2 separate regions of the Sus scrofa genome follow, and region 1 is linked to region 2. A link is a contact called in public HiChIP or PLAC-seq data. All regions are on one chromosome and are shown on one strand. Each heading gives the region's core, a stretch centred on a gene start, on an enhancer-like site or on the middle of the called end of the contact. The rest is flanking DNA. Distances are from core to core; before and after follow the strand shown.

Evidence for each region. HiChIP or PLAC-seq counts read pairs in DNA pulled down with a chosen protein or histone mark.
Region 1: a contact with region 2 is called in an H3K27ac HiChIP or PLAC-seq map of alveolar macrophages. The contact joins the promoter of F11R here to the promoter of NIT1 in region 2. A contact is called at or near these places in 3 of 47 Hi-C or Micro-C datasets (liver and skeletal muscle) and 1 of 2 datasets of contacts at active chromatin or transcription factors (alveolar macrophages).

Annotation. Positions count from the first base shown.
Region 1 is chr4:89,421,997-89,428,431 of Sscrofa11.1, reverse strand. F11R (F11 receptor) reads right to left here and starts at 3,331. Exons shown (of 10, transcript NM_001128444.1): 1 at 3,243-3,331. The coding sequence starts at 3,303.
Region 2 is chr4:89,325,178-89,332,432 of Sscrofa11.1, reverse strand. NIT1 (nitrilase homolog 1) reads left to right here and starts at 5,376. Exons shown (of 7, transcript XM_005663174.3): 1 at 5,376-5,716; 2 at 6,354-6,452; 3 at 6,709-6,963; 4 at 7,073-7,176. The coding sequence starts at 6,719. PFDN2 (prefoldin subunit 2) reads right to left here and starts at 5,652. Exons shown (of 4, transcript XM_001927323.6): 1 at 5,519-5,652. The coding sequence starts at 5,593.

The DNA.
Region 1 (6,435 bases), core at 2,082-4,581, 98 kb before region 2:
AGGTAATCGAGGGTATGCAAAAGCAGATTTCCTCTTTCTCCCCTGTGGTTACACCAAAAGTCATCCTATGCACGTACCACCCTGCTAAACAGAAATGCCTCTTCCTTCCTGGGAGACAGCTGGAAATGTTCCTAAGCACAGGTGTTCTAGGCAAAGGGAGGCTAGTACTCTGAGCCACCAGCTTTGCTTTTCCCAAGCAGGGTTCTCCCAGTGTTTCTTCTCCAACCCTGTCCCTTCCTCTCCGCTAGCTTCCCCCAGCGGGGGTTGGGCCTTTGCTGGATCCTTTCTTCTTCCTCCCCAGTGGCAGAGCCCACTTGAAGCGTGCATCCTATACATGCTTCCAATATCCCAGAGGGAGAAGACAGACTAGATGCCCAAGAAAGAACCCCTACTTTTTCACTCTTGCCTTCTGGAATCTAGCCAGGCCTCTCCCTGCTTCTTTGACCTGCTCTGCTATGGGCAGCATTGTTTCATCCTCAAAAAATCCAAGGGGGATAATAGCTACCAAGTAATAATCCCTTCATGTATATGTAATGTAGCTATTATCCTAGTTGATCCTAGGACAAGGTTAGGACAAGTATTATTACTTCTGTTTTACAGATTTAAAGACTGAGTTAGTAGCCTAAGATCATATATAAGGTGGAAAGGTAAGGTAGCCTGGGTGCTATTTCCATCTTCACTGTGCTAATCAAATCACACACACACCAACACACACAGGGTCTAGCCCTATTTAAATGTGACAAGGTCAGGAGTTCACATCGTGGCTCAGGGGAAACGAATCTGACTAGCATCCATGAGGACGTAGGTTTGATCCCTGGCCTCACTCAGTGGGTTAAGGATCTGGTGTTGCCATGAGCTATGGTGCAGGTCTCAGACACGGATTGGATCTGCTGTCAAGCTAATGCAACCATCCCAAGCTCCCTCTAAACCACTATTTCTCCCTCCCCCCCTTTTTTGGTTGTACAATGGCATACAGGAAGTTCCCAGGCCAGGGGTCAAATCTGAGTCGCAGATGCGACAGTGAGGGATCCTTAACCCACTTTGTGGGGCTGGGGATCCAACCCATGCTGCCACAGAGACAACACTGGATCCTTAACCTGTTGTGCCACAGTGGGAACTCCTAGACCACTGTTTCTCAATTCCCTGAACAGAGTAGAGGACATTCCCAAGCTCAGAAGGGTTCAGTGTCAGGATGTGATTATTACAGAAAAGAAAGGGAGAGAAAAGAAAGAAGAGAGGAGTTCCCATTGTGGCTGAGTGGGTTAAGGATCCCGCATTGCTGGAAGCTGTGGTATAGGTTGCAGACGAGAGACTCGGACCTGGCATTGCTGTGGCTGTGGCTCAGATTTGACCCCTAACCTGGGAACTTCCATATGCCACATCTTTGGCAAGAAAGAAAGAAAAAGCAAGAAAGCAAGAAGGAAGGAAAGCAAGAAAGCAAGCGAGAAAGCAAGCAAGCAAGAAAGCAAGAAAGAAAGAAAAAGAAAGAAAAAAGAGAAAGGGAGAAGGATGCAGCTCTAGGAAGCTTATAAGCCTGATGAATACTGTCACAAATAGTTACTGACTCAGAAACTTCTAGGTTTGGGGCAGGGGGTGGGTGGGTATTGTACAGCAACAAGGGTTGGCAAAATCTTTAGTACCAAGTACCATGCAGAACCAAAAAAAAAAAAAAGAATATGGGTGTCATTAGCAGTTCTAAGATACAGACAGAAGTAAACGGGGAGAAAAAGAATGGAACTTGAAGGGGAAAAAAAAGGAAATACAGGAGAGAATGAAAGAGAAATATAGGAGTAGAATGAAAAAAGAAAGAATTTAGCAGAAAAGAAGAATTGAAAAAAAAGAAAAATTGGGGCACTGGATGTTTGATATCCTGGTTCCTGTACCACAGAGTACCTGAGATGCTGGACCCAGGAGTGGAAAAAGGAGAAGTGAGTCAGGAGACTTTGGTATTCCCAGTTCCTTTTGTCAGTCTGGAAAAGTCATTTCCCCTCTTTGTACCTGTTTCCTCATCTCTACAATAGGGAGAGGAATTGACTTTTCACTAGTCCAGTCCACCCCAAGGGTTAAATTTCTGTGATAAGGGACAAAGGGGTAGTCAATCCATCTGTTCTAAGGGCACCTTTCAAATTAAGCAAAGTAATTACCTTATAACCACAATATTGATTGTAATTGTTCATTTCTTTTACATGTCCTAAAACTCGGATGTTGAGGGGAAAATGGAGACTCTTACAGGTCCCCTACTGACACAACTATCCACAGAAGCACACATATAGGCACGCAAGAATCACACGGTTAAATGTACAGGTGCTGACACAGGTAGACCAAGGCACAAACCATACACTCAGCTGGGGACAAACATATCTATAGATAGAGGCATGCCCCAGCAAGTGAGCTTCATTGTTCCACAGGAAAGGGAGTTTACAAAGGAAACAAAAACTCTCAAACATGGCCAGAGGGAGGGCAGAGTTCAGGCTGAAAAGGCTCCAACCAACCAAAAGACAGGACCTCCCCCAGGGAATAGTCAATCAGTCAACAACATTTATTAAGGACTTTTGAAGTAGTTATTCGAGCAAGGAACTTTGAGTGCTGTGCTCTGCGAAACTTCAGATTTCACTTGTATTTCCTTTTTTTCCAGATTTTTGAGCCAAGCACTTTTACCAGAGCAACCACAACAACCCAAAGATAGAGGGGAAAGCTAAAGAGGCCCTTCAGCAAGAGCTGGGAAAGAAACTTCCACCCCACGTCTATTAGATCTTCTCTGAGAATCCTTAAGGAGCAGAACTTCCTTAAGGGATTCAGCGAATGAAAGTCTCCCTATTTCTCTCGGTTGTTCGCAGACGTTGGATGCGTGATGGTGTGAGGGATAGCCATTCCCAGGTGCGTGATCCCGGCTAGGTAGATATATGTGGGCAGGGCCTTCGCGCCCACCAGCCCTCACCAGTAAGCAAGGATTGGAGAAGGGCGAACTAGCCTCTCTCCGTTATTTTTGGTTAATGTGCGAAACAGGCAGCTCCCTCCCAGTGAGTGACAAAGAAGGAGTCACGCTTCACCCGTGGGGGGAGGGGAGCCAGCCACTCATCAGCGGAAGAAGGAGAAAGAAGAGGAACGAGCTGGGGGAATTAGGAGGGTGAGGCGAGCTGGTTTCCGAACCCTTCCCCTCTCGCGGGCCGGAGGTGTGGGGAGCGACGCCCTCCAAGCTTCGACTAGATCCATGGGTTCCTCCAAAAACAACAGGAACTTACACAAGATCACTGATGTGAAGAGAAGTAATTGTTTCCTCCCGACTTTCGCCTTTGTCCCCATCACGGTCAAGATCCCGATACGACAGCGACGGCCGGAGCCCACGGAACAGACACAGCTTCGCCCACAGCAGCACCGGGACTGAACTCCAGTAGCTAGGTCGAGCCCCGCCCTGCCCGTCCCTTCACGCCCGATTGGTTGGCGCCCCGCCTCTGCACATTCCAATTGGTGGAGAGAACCGCCGCTCCATTGAGTGATTCACCGTCAGCCAGGTGCAACTCCTCCCACTACTCCCCACTGGGGCGGATTGGCGCCTTTCCAAGCCCGAGCCGCCGCTGGTTGGCCCCGGAGACGGTCACGTAAGGAGACACAAGCCTCACCTTCCGCGCAGGTGAAGACACTCTGATTGGGCAAGGTTCCTGAAGTAGGGACTTTCTGACTGGCTGGGTTCTGAGTTGGAGCTGGAAGATTAAAGGAATACCTTAAAGAAGGTGGTAGGGAAGGTATTAGTTCTGGGGACTCGAGGGGGAGACAGGTCTGGTTTTGTTTGTTCAAATGTAAAATGCTGAGTGCTGCAGAAACCTTGGTTCCATCCTTTAGCAAGTGAAAACCACATATATTAATATGCTAGGGTCGGGGGAGAGGACCCGGAGAGAAGTGGAGTGATACTTTGACAGTATTCCTAAACTGTTCCGCTGTCCACTCCATACGCAGCATTCAGGGCCACGCAGAGAGGAGGAAAGGGAAAAGAAAGGGGAAAGGGATCAATTCCGTAGTAGGAAAAGCAACTGACATACAGATGCTCCATAAACATCACTGTGAGTGACTGCATATGTCCTTCACACGTTTGATCAGTCAGCAGAACCCTGTGACTGCGTATCTTCTCTTATCTTCTCACTGTGACTAATAGTTGTGTTAAGCCTTCTTTCTACAGGCTATGTTGATACCCAAGCTTTCTGTTAATATTTACATTGTTACGTCATTTTTATTTTTTTAAGGGTTTTTGGAGGGGGAACAGGGCGAAGCCGGCTGGCGGCTTGTGGAAGTTCCCGGGCCAGGGATGGAATCTCAGCTATAGCAGAGACAACATGGAATCCTTAACCCCCTGTGCCACCAGTGAACTCCAACGAAAATGTTAAATCATTTTTAATTGAAACTCAGTGTTCAACACCTTTACCCTTTCTAGTTGCTATTTCATAATGATTTAATTTTCAGTGATCCTGGTATATCCAGCTTGCCTGTGGGAAAACTTCCTGAATCTTATCTCATTGATTGTAAGGACACACTTGTTTCCAAAACAGTGGTATTCTTAGACCTTTCACTTCTTTCACCTTTGTTCTCATTTCTTTGGTCCAAAGGTTTACTTCTGGTTCCACTCAAGTTAAAGCAGTGTTTACGAAGCACCTATTGGGTGCTATGGGGAATACAAATAAATATAAACCACAATCCCTGACTTCAAATGGTCTACAATCTACTTCCAAGACTAACAAAAGAAATAGGACAATATGTTACCAAAAGAGAAATTTTGTATTACTAAATTGAAACAAATATTTGGGTGCCTGCCATATGCAAAACTCTGTTCTTTACCCTCAAGGGAATTTAGTGTTGGAGAGAGGAACACATGAGTGCAGTATTAAAGAGGAGCAGAGAGAAGAGTTAAGAGAAGGGACCAGTCACTCTGGGCTGTGATTGTTGGAGAAAAAAAATTTTTTTTTTTGGCTTTTTGCCTTTTCTAGGGCCGCTTCCCATGGCATATGGAAGTTCCCAGGCTAGGGGTCTAATCGGAGCTGTAGCCACCAGCCTACACCAGAGCCACAGCAACTTGGGATCCAAGCCGTGTCTGCGACCTACACCACAGCTCATGGCCACAACGGATCCTTAACCCACTGAGCAAAGCCAGGGATCGAACCCGCAACCTCATGGTTCCTAGTCGGATTTGTTTACCACCGCAACACTACAGGAACTCCTGTTGGAGAAAATTTTAAGATGGAGAAATTTGAGCAGGGGTTTAAAAGAACCCCAAGACTGGAGTTCCCCATTGTGGCTCAGTGGGTTAAGAACCTGACACAATGTCAGTGAGGATGCAAGTGTGAACCCCAGCCTTGCTCAGTGGGTTAGGGAGCCAGCATTGCTGTGGCTGTGGTATAGGCCAGCAGCTGCAACTCCGATTTGACCCCTGGTCCAGAAACTTTCATATGTCACAGGTGCAGCCATAAAAAGAAAAAAGAAAAAAAACTCTTATGACTTAATCTTCAAGTAGAAGTGTCATTTTAGCGGTCATTTAGGTCATCCTCTCACCTTTCACAAAAGGCCAATATAACTGTTGATGAAAATTAATCAGTTAATCCAAGAAAGAATTGGAGAATTTTATTTGAGCCAAATTTGAGGATTAAAAGAGAGGCTCAGATTCTGCATTATGCACCCACCAAACCTCTCCCATCAGCAGAGATACCTGCTCAACAATAATGAGCAGCATTCTCCCAGTATCAACAAGGTGACTGTATAAAAGATAACGTTCCTGGAGTTACCCCTGTGGTGCAAGGGATCAGTGGTATTTCTGCAGCACCAGGACACAGGTTCAATCCCTGGCCTAGCACAGTGGGTTAAAGGATCAGGTGCTGCCACAGCTGCAGCAATGGTAGGATCTGATCCCTGGCCCAGGAACTCCATTTGCCTTGGGGCGGCCAAAAAAGAGAGAGAGAAAAAAAGCAGCATTCCTTCTTGATCTTATAACGAAGGGTCACATGACCTACAAGGATGACTAGTAGATCTGGATTATGTTAATTGCGAATAATATGTCACTTGAGGGAGTTCCCTTGTGGCTCAGCAGGTTAAGGTTAGAGCATTTTCACTGCATCAGCCTGTGTATAAAATGCAGTGTGGGGAGAGAGAAGACCAAAAGCAGAGAAGAATTTTTATGTTTAAAATTTTCTTGGGAGTTCCCTGGTGGTGAAGTGGGTTAGGGATCTGGCATTGTCACTGCTGTGGCTCAGGTAATTGCTGTGGTACAGGTTTGATCCCTGGCCTCAGAACTTCTGCATGATGCAGGCATGACCAAAAAAATAAATTACCAAATAAAATAAATAAAAATGTCTTCTCTTGCCATAAAATATATTTTATTTCATACAACCACCAGGAGTTTATACATCCTCTAGTTAAAGTCTTCTAAAAATTCTCAAGGCAGACCATTCTGCT
Region 2 (7,255 bases), core at 4,127-6,626:
TGCAGGTTCGATCCCTGCCCTTGCTCAGTGGGTTAAGGATCCAGAGTTGCTGTGAGTTGTGGTGTAGGTCACAGACACGGCTCAGATCCCGAGTTGCTTCGGCTGTGGTGTAGGTCAGCAGCTACAGCTCCAATTCGATCCCTAGCATGGGAATCCCCATATGCCAAAGGAGTGAACCTAAAAAAAAGACAAAAAAGAAAAAAAAACCCTATTTCTTTCACAGCCCTACAATAGCCTGCTTTCCTTCACAGTTTGCACAGTAAAGGAACACTACTATGTGCCAGGTACTGTGCCAGACTCTCTACTTCATTTAATTCTAAAATAAACAAAAAAAAAATTTTTGTTTTTCTTTTCACAGCAGCACCTGTGGCATATAGAAGTTCCCAGGCTAGGGGTGGAATTGGAGCTGCAGCTGCCAGCCACAGCCACAGCCACAGCAACACACAGGATCCAAGCTGTGTCTTCAACCTACACCATAGCTCATGGCAACGCCAGATCCTTAACCCACTAAGCAAGGCCAGGGATCAAATTTGCATCCTCACGGATACTAGTCAGGTTCATTATTGAGCCACAACAGGAGTTCCCAAAAAACATTTTAAGACATGCACCTTCAATTTATAGATCAGGAAACCAGGACTGGTGGAATAAATAAAATACCATTTTACTTTATTATTAGGGCTGGGGAGGTGAATAAAATAACACATGAATGGTAGAACTGCTACTTTCACTTGGGTTTGTCTAAGAATCTGTTTTCTATTTGTGTTTATTCCTGGCTTGTCACATAATAATCTCTTATAAAAGTAAAATTATTTCTATTTGATTTATTTTTATGTTTTCTTTCTTTTTTAACTGATACCATATAGTTTTGTTAACTTTGGGGAAAATCTACAATCATTACATTTATACCCCAAATGTCCTTTGGTCTTCTTATCCACGTGATAATCACTCTTATTCGGTTCAATGGAAGAATAGAAGAGATAGAGAATTATGACTGGATGCATCGGGAAAAGTATTTCCTGGGCTATCATAACTGCACTAAATATCTTCTTTTCAGTTCAGTGCTCCCTTTTCTGACAAATATACTCAATTCTAGAAACTTCTTTGATCTTACTTCTCCATCAAATGATGGTTCTCATCCTTTTCTTCACCCTTTTTTAGGACTAGTCTATACTCACTGCCTCCACTTCCTCACCCCCCATTCACTCTCAATCCACTTTAAATTGCCTACTGTCTATACTAAGTCATTCAACTGTTATTATGGGGTTTTGTTTTGTTTTGTCTTTTTAGAGCCACACCCAAGGTATATGGAGGTTCCCAGGCTAGGGGTCGAATCAGAGCTGTAGCTGCCGGCCTATGCCACCACCACAACCACAGCAACACAGGATACAGCCATGTCTTTGACCTACACAACAGCTCATGGCAATGCCCAATCCTTAGCCCACTGAGCGAGGCCGGGGTGGAACCTTGTCTTCATGGATGCTATTCAGATTCATTTCCAGTGAGCACGACGGGAACTCCAACTATTATTACTTATTAAACTATCCTCTCAGAGATCATGAACGGCCTCCTACCTAACTGCATCACCAAAGACCTTTTCTTAATCTTCAATCTGCTTCTTAAAACTCTCTTCCTTTAACTAAGTAACATGGTAAGAGCCCAAAACTTTTGAGTATGACCTGGATTAGAATCCTAGTTTTGCCATTTACTTTTACATGACAAAGTCATCTCTCTTTTTTCCTCATTTTCCTCATAAAATGGAGCTAATATACCACAGGGCAGGGTTTCCCAACATCAGTATGATATTTGGGGCCAGATAATTCTTTGTTATTGGGGGCTGTCCTGTGCACTGTAGGATGTTTAGCAACATCCCACCAGGCTTCTACCCTTCTAGCAGCTCCCTCTACTTGTCAGAAGTACAAATGGCTAAAAGCATTGCCAAATGTCTCCTAGGGTCAAAACCAAAGCAGGTTGGGAACCACTGCCATGAGGTAACAATGAGAACTTAACCAGGATGATATGTCAAATGCTCATTACAATGCAGGCCCTCTACTCTCCTTTAGTATCCAGCACCCTTCAGTTCTCTGATTCTACCTCTCTCAACCCCCTTTCTCCTTCCTAAAAGAATTCTTCTCATCCCTACAATAGAGACTGGATCTAAGATTATAATCATAGGACTTCTCCCTTTATTACCTATACAGTTTCAACTGGTATTCATAGCTACTTCTGTGGTTTCAATTGCCTTTATTGTAACTGTCTATAAATCCAGGCCTCCTCAGGATTCTAGATCCACATTTCCAAGTTAGAAGAAGGAAGAGTTCCCATCTTGTGATACATGAGAAACAACTCCAGCTAGGAACCATGAGGTTGTGGGTTCAATCCCTGGCCTTGCTCAGTGGGTTAAGGATCCAGCATTGCTGTGAGCTGTAGTGAAGGTTGCAGACTCGGCTCATATCTTGTCTGAAATATGGCAATAATCTAAATGATCTCCCATTTTTGGACTCTCCAAATCCATCTTTCACACCACTGCTAATTTAATTCTTCTAGCACTTGGATGACACAAAAATATTCATGATATACTTTTTTGGTTTTTCTTGTTTTTGGCATGGCCAAAGGGGGGAAAAAAGCATATAACAACACAGCACATACTGTATAATACTAATTTTATAAAATTAAATATGTAAATTTGTAATACACACATGCCATCTCCTTCCATCTATTCACACATACACAAAAACATAAGGAGGGGTGTTCCCTGGTGGTGCAGTGGGTTAAGGATCCAGCACTGCCACAGCTTCAGCTGAGGTCTAGACTGGGGCTCAGATCTGATCCCTGGCCCGGGAGCTCCATGTGCTTCAGGACAGCTAAAAATGGGAAGAAAAAAAAAAAAAAATACATTCAAAAATGGTAAGGATAGTTATTTCTGGATAGTAGGATCATGGATAATTTATTTCTTATTTTGTAATTTTTCTTGTGTTTTCTACATTTTCTACATTAACGTGTATTATTTTACATAATAAGAAAAAAATCAGTAGTTCCTGCTGTGGTGCAGTGGAAACAAATCTGACTAATATTCATGAGGATATGGGTTCCATCCCTGCCTTGTTCAGCAGGTTGGGGACCCAGCATTGACATGGCTGTGGCTGTGGTGTAGGACCAACAGCTTTAACTCCAATTTGACCCCTAGCCTGGGAACTTCCATATGCCAAGGGTGCAGCCCTAAAAGGCAAACAAACAGACAAAAAAAAAAAAAAATCAACAGTATAACATGTATCATTCTATGACACCCTCACTGCTTATGTTAAAAAGTCCTAAATTCTTTGTCATGCAATGACTCAGCTTGTTTTAAGGACATCTTTCTGACTCATGATTTAGCAAAACAAATCAGTCACTGCACTCCATCTCAATCTATGCTTTCCCAGATCTCCCCTCCTTTCTTGATTCTCTATATTCTATTTCTACTGCCACCTGTTCCAATCTATCCAATCCTTCAGGCTCAGCTCAAATATCTCTAATATGATCATGGTACAAATAGAAAAAATAGGCCTGTCTAATTCACAAGTTCTGCATTTAAAAGCCCTGCTCTCCCAGTTACTGACTCTGAGTAAGTTAATTAAGTCTGAAACTCATCCTGACAATAATACAGCTACTTCAAATAGCAGTAATTAAATAACAGAAGATAAAACAAGTGCCTAGTTTGATGTGTTATTTGCTTCCATCTTGCCTATGTGGCTCAAATTTGCAGCAGTGACAATTATAATATTTTTTTTTACCCAGTGTTCTCTCTGGAACAAAAAGGTCAGAGAATATTAAGCAAGGAATGGCCTCAGAACTCAATTATCAAAATTCTTCAGTCTCTTTTGAGTTTCTTTTTCTCTACCATCACTTAACTATTGATTTCACTCTTATTCTACTTCTTTGTTCACTTTCTGTGCAAACTCTAGAGGATTTCCTCCACAACCATGGCTTTGTCCACTATCCATAAACTCATAATTCTCTAATCTGAAAGTAACAGTGAAAGGTAGAAATGTAATTCAAACACAGATCTGTCTGAACCCATTGCACTCCTTACACTCTTAGCCACCCCACTTTTCCACACTTCCCTTTACCACCCAATCCCCAATCTCAATCTCCTGCTTAGTTAGTTAGGGGTCCCTCCTCTAGCAGAAGGCCCAGTGAGGACACAGAGAACAGACCTGTGGTTGCCAAGGGGGAGAGGGGAGGGAGTGGGATAGACTGGCAGCTTGGGGTTAGTATATGCAAACTATTACATTTAGAATGGATATATGCAATCTCCTGGGATAGACCATGATGGAAAATAATATTTTTAAAAAGAATGTACCTATAGGTACCACTGAGTCACTTTGCTGTGCAGCAGAAACTGGTAAAACATTGTAAATCAACTATAATTTTAAAAAAGAAGAAAAAGCCCTGTGAAGAACACTGTAAAGCTTAATGTTTGGTTTCTTTTTGCAAATGAGTCTGTGAGCTAACCTGAAAACAAGGTTACAAGGCCGTATTTCATTTATGTTTCCCCATACCCAGCAGAATGTCTAACACACGGCAGACCCTCAAAAAGTATTAGGTTCCTTCTCCCTTGCCTTTTTCCCCCTAAGAGGAATTTTCTCTTCCCCCTTCCCCCAAATCCCATAGGGCTGTATATCTCTCTTCTACCTCATACTAGCATTTTCCCCTCCAGACTATGAACTCTGATTGCACGGGTCAATTTTTAAAATCTTTATGCAGATACCTCTGCTACAGTAACTGTTTAACAAATAACTGATAAATGAACCTATAACCAAAAAAGCTGTTGTTTTAACTACGTTTTCCTTTCTGTTACGCAGATTTCTTCCCACTCCAAGTAAACACTAGATCCACTATTAGTAAATCATGATTCCCAAGCAACAAAGGGCTTTCTGATTATTTTTCAATCGTTTCCGGATGCTAGGCACTGGGGAAATGTAAGCTCGGATTAGTAAAGGATTTCTGGTCTCTAAATAAATTCAGTGCAATAATGACTCCCGAATCAAAATAGTATGGAACACTAGACTATTCGCGTATGTGAGTCACGTGGCTCTGCGGAGTGACGACGGTTTTAAACGTGGTTTCAGGGTCACGTAACAGACTACACAATCAACCCGTTGACTAACTCCCTGGGATTCCTTATGAACTGGCCTTGCTCACCCACAGCCTGTTTGAGAGTGCGGAGGCAAAGTGGGGAAAGTGACCACCCTTCTTCCCTCAGACCTGTGCAACCTCCCAGACTCTGCTTCCCTAGAGCTTCCTCCCTCCCACCCCTCGGCTCACCCAACACCCCCAAGGGGGCGTGGCTTTCACCTACCAATCCGCCTATCTCTCCCCAAGGGCTCGGCTAGCTTCTACAAGGACCTTCCCCTCTCTGGGTGGCCACGCAAATGTGCGACTATAGTAAAGGCGTACACCAACCATAGGCTTCTCCCCTCTTCTCGCATCGACTCCGGACCCGGCCGGGTTGCCCTCCTTCGCATTCCCAGCTCCTCACCTGCTCGGCTGACACCGCCCCCTTCCCCGCGCCGCTCCCGCTGCTCTTGCCGGCGCGACTGCTGCTCTCCGCCATCTTCACCGCCTGCTGAGCTTCCGGCCTGCGCAGCTCGGCCCCCGCCTTGCGTCACGTCCGGTCTCGGAGTTACCGCCCACTCGCCCCCGGCGCCAGGCTCCTCTTCTTCCAGGCCCCTGTTCGGTTCGGATCCTGTTAATGGTTTTGGCCGTGCCTTCATGTAGGACCTGCTACCTAGCCCGCCCGCCGCGGTGAATTACACCTGTGGTGCTTTATCTTGTGCAACAGAGACGCTGCCCCTGAGAGAGTCTCCAGATGGGTTAACTGGAGAGCGGGGCGCGGGTTGGGATCTGGGTGCCAGTGCCCTCTGCCCACACAGCGGGTGGTGAGGCACGGGCGGCGGGGTGGGGTAGGGTGAACTTCTCAGAGATTCTGGTGGAAGGGGGAAAATATGCTTTGAGTCAGTAAAACTGTGCAGGTGCACAGTCAATAAGAGAGGCTGGGAAAATCAAGGAAATATCTCGAGGATGACTTTTGAACTGCGGAAACGTTTGGCTGAGAAAAAGGACTTCAGTTTAATGTGAGATCACTGGAAGTCGAGATATTCGAATGCTGCGCAGAGCCCTTTCCTCGATTTTCCCACTTTGTGCTCTCTTCCGGTAGCCGTGATTAACCATAGTTAACGAGTGTCTTAAAGACTTAGGGGTTTTTACCGGTGGTGCCCAGATTCAGCCTCACAGTATGAAGAGAGAAACCAAAGGATCTTAGAAATGTATTGCTTGATGGTGGGGTTGGTGTCCTGATTTCTCACCTTCTTCAGGCTGGGCTTCATCATCAGGCCTCCTCACCAGCTCCTGTCCCTTCTTTTGGGTCCTCGGCTCCGGATACTTCGACTCTCAATACTTTGTGCTCAGCCCAGGTAACATGTTTTGTTGTGTCCTCAGTGCCTGGCACATAGTAGATGCTCAATAAATGAATAGATGTTGGGAAACATTGGGGTGCCAGCCACTCACAGAACATTTGATCAGTGGGTCCTTATTGCATGGATCATTGTGCCTTGTAAGAGCAGGTTTAAAGGGAAGTCTAGCTTTCCTGCCTCCCCCTTTAAGCCCCTTATCATTAAACTCGGGCTTCCCCACTCTAGGAAATCTGAGTCTTGCCTGTGCCATTCACAGACCCAGATCCATGGCTATTTCCTCTTCCTCCTGGGACTTGCCCCTCGTGGCTGTGTGCCAGGTAACATCCACACCGGACAAGCAGCAGAACTTTAAAACATGTGCTGAGCTGGTTCGAGAGGCTGCCAGACTGGGCGCTTGCCTGGCTTTCCTGCCTGAGGCATTTGACTTCATTGGAAGGGACCCTGAAGAGACGCTACGCCTGTCTGAGCCACTGGGTGGGAAACTTTTGGGAGAATATACCCAGCTTGCCAGGTATCAGGGAAAGGGGGAGGGAGAGGTAGTTTCTTTTTGGGTAATATCGGAATTGCCAGATATGAGGGTAGAGACTTGAGAAGAGTTGTCAGTGTCCCCTCCCCCTCAGGGAATGTGGACTCTGGCTGTCCTTGGGTGGTTTCCATGAGCGTGGCCAAGACTGGGAGCAGACTCAGAAAATCTACAATTGTCATGTGATTCTGAACAACACGGGTGAGACCTCGTAACTCTTTAGCCTGCCTCTTCTCAGGCTCTTCTACCTAAGCTAAGATTCTCCAGAATTTTGTTTCTC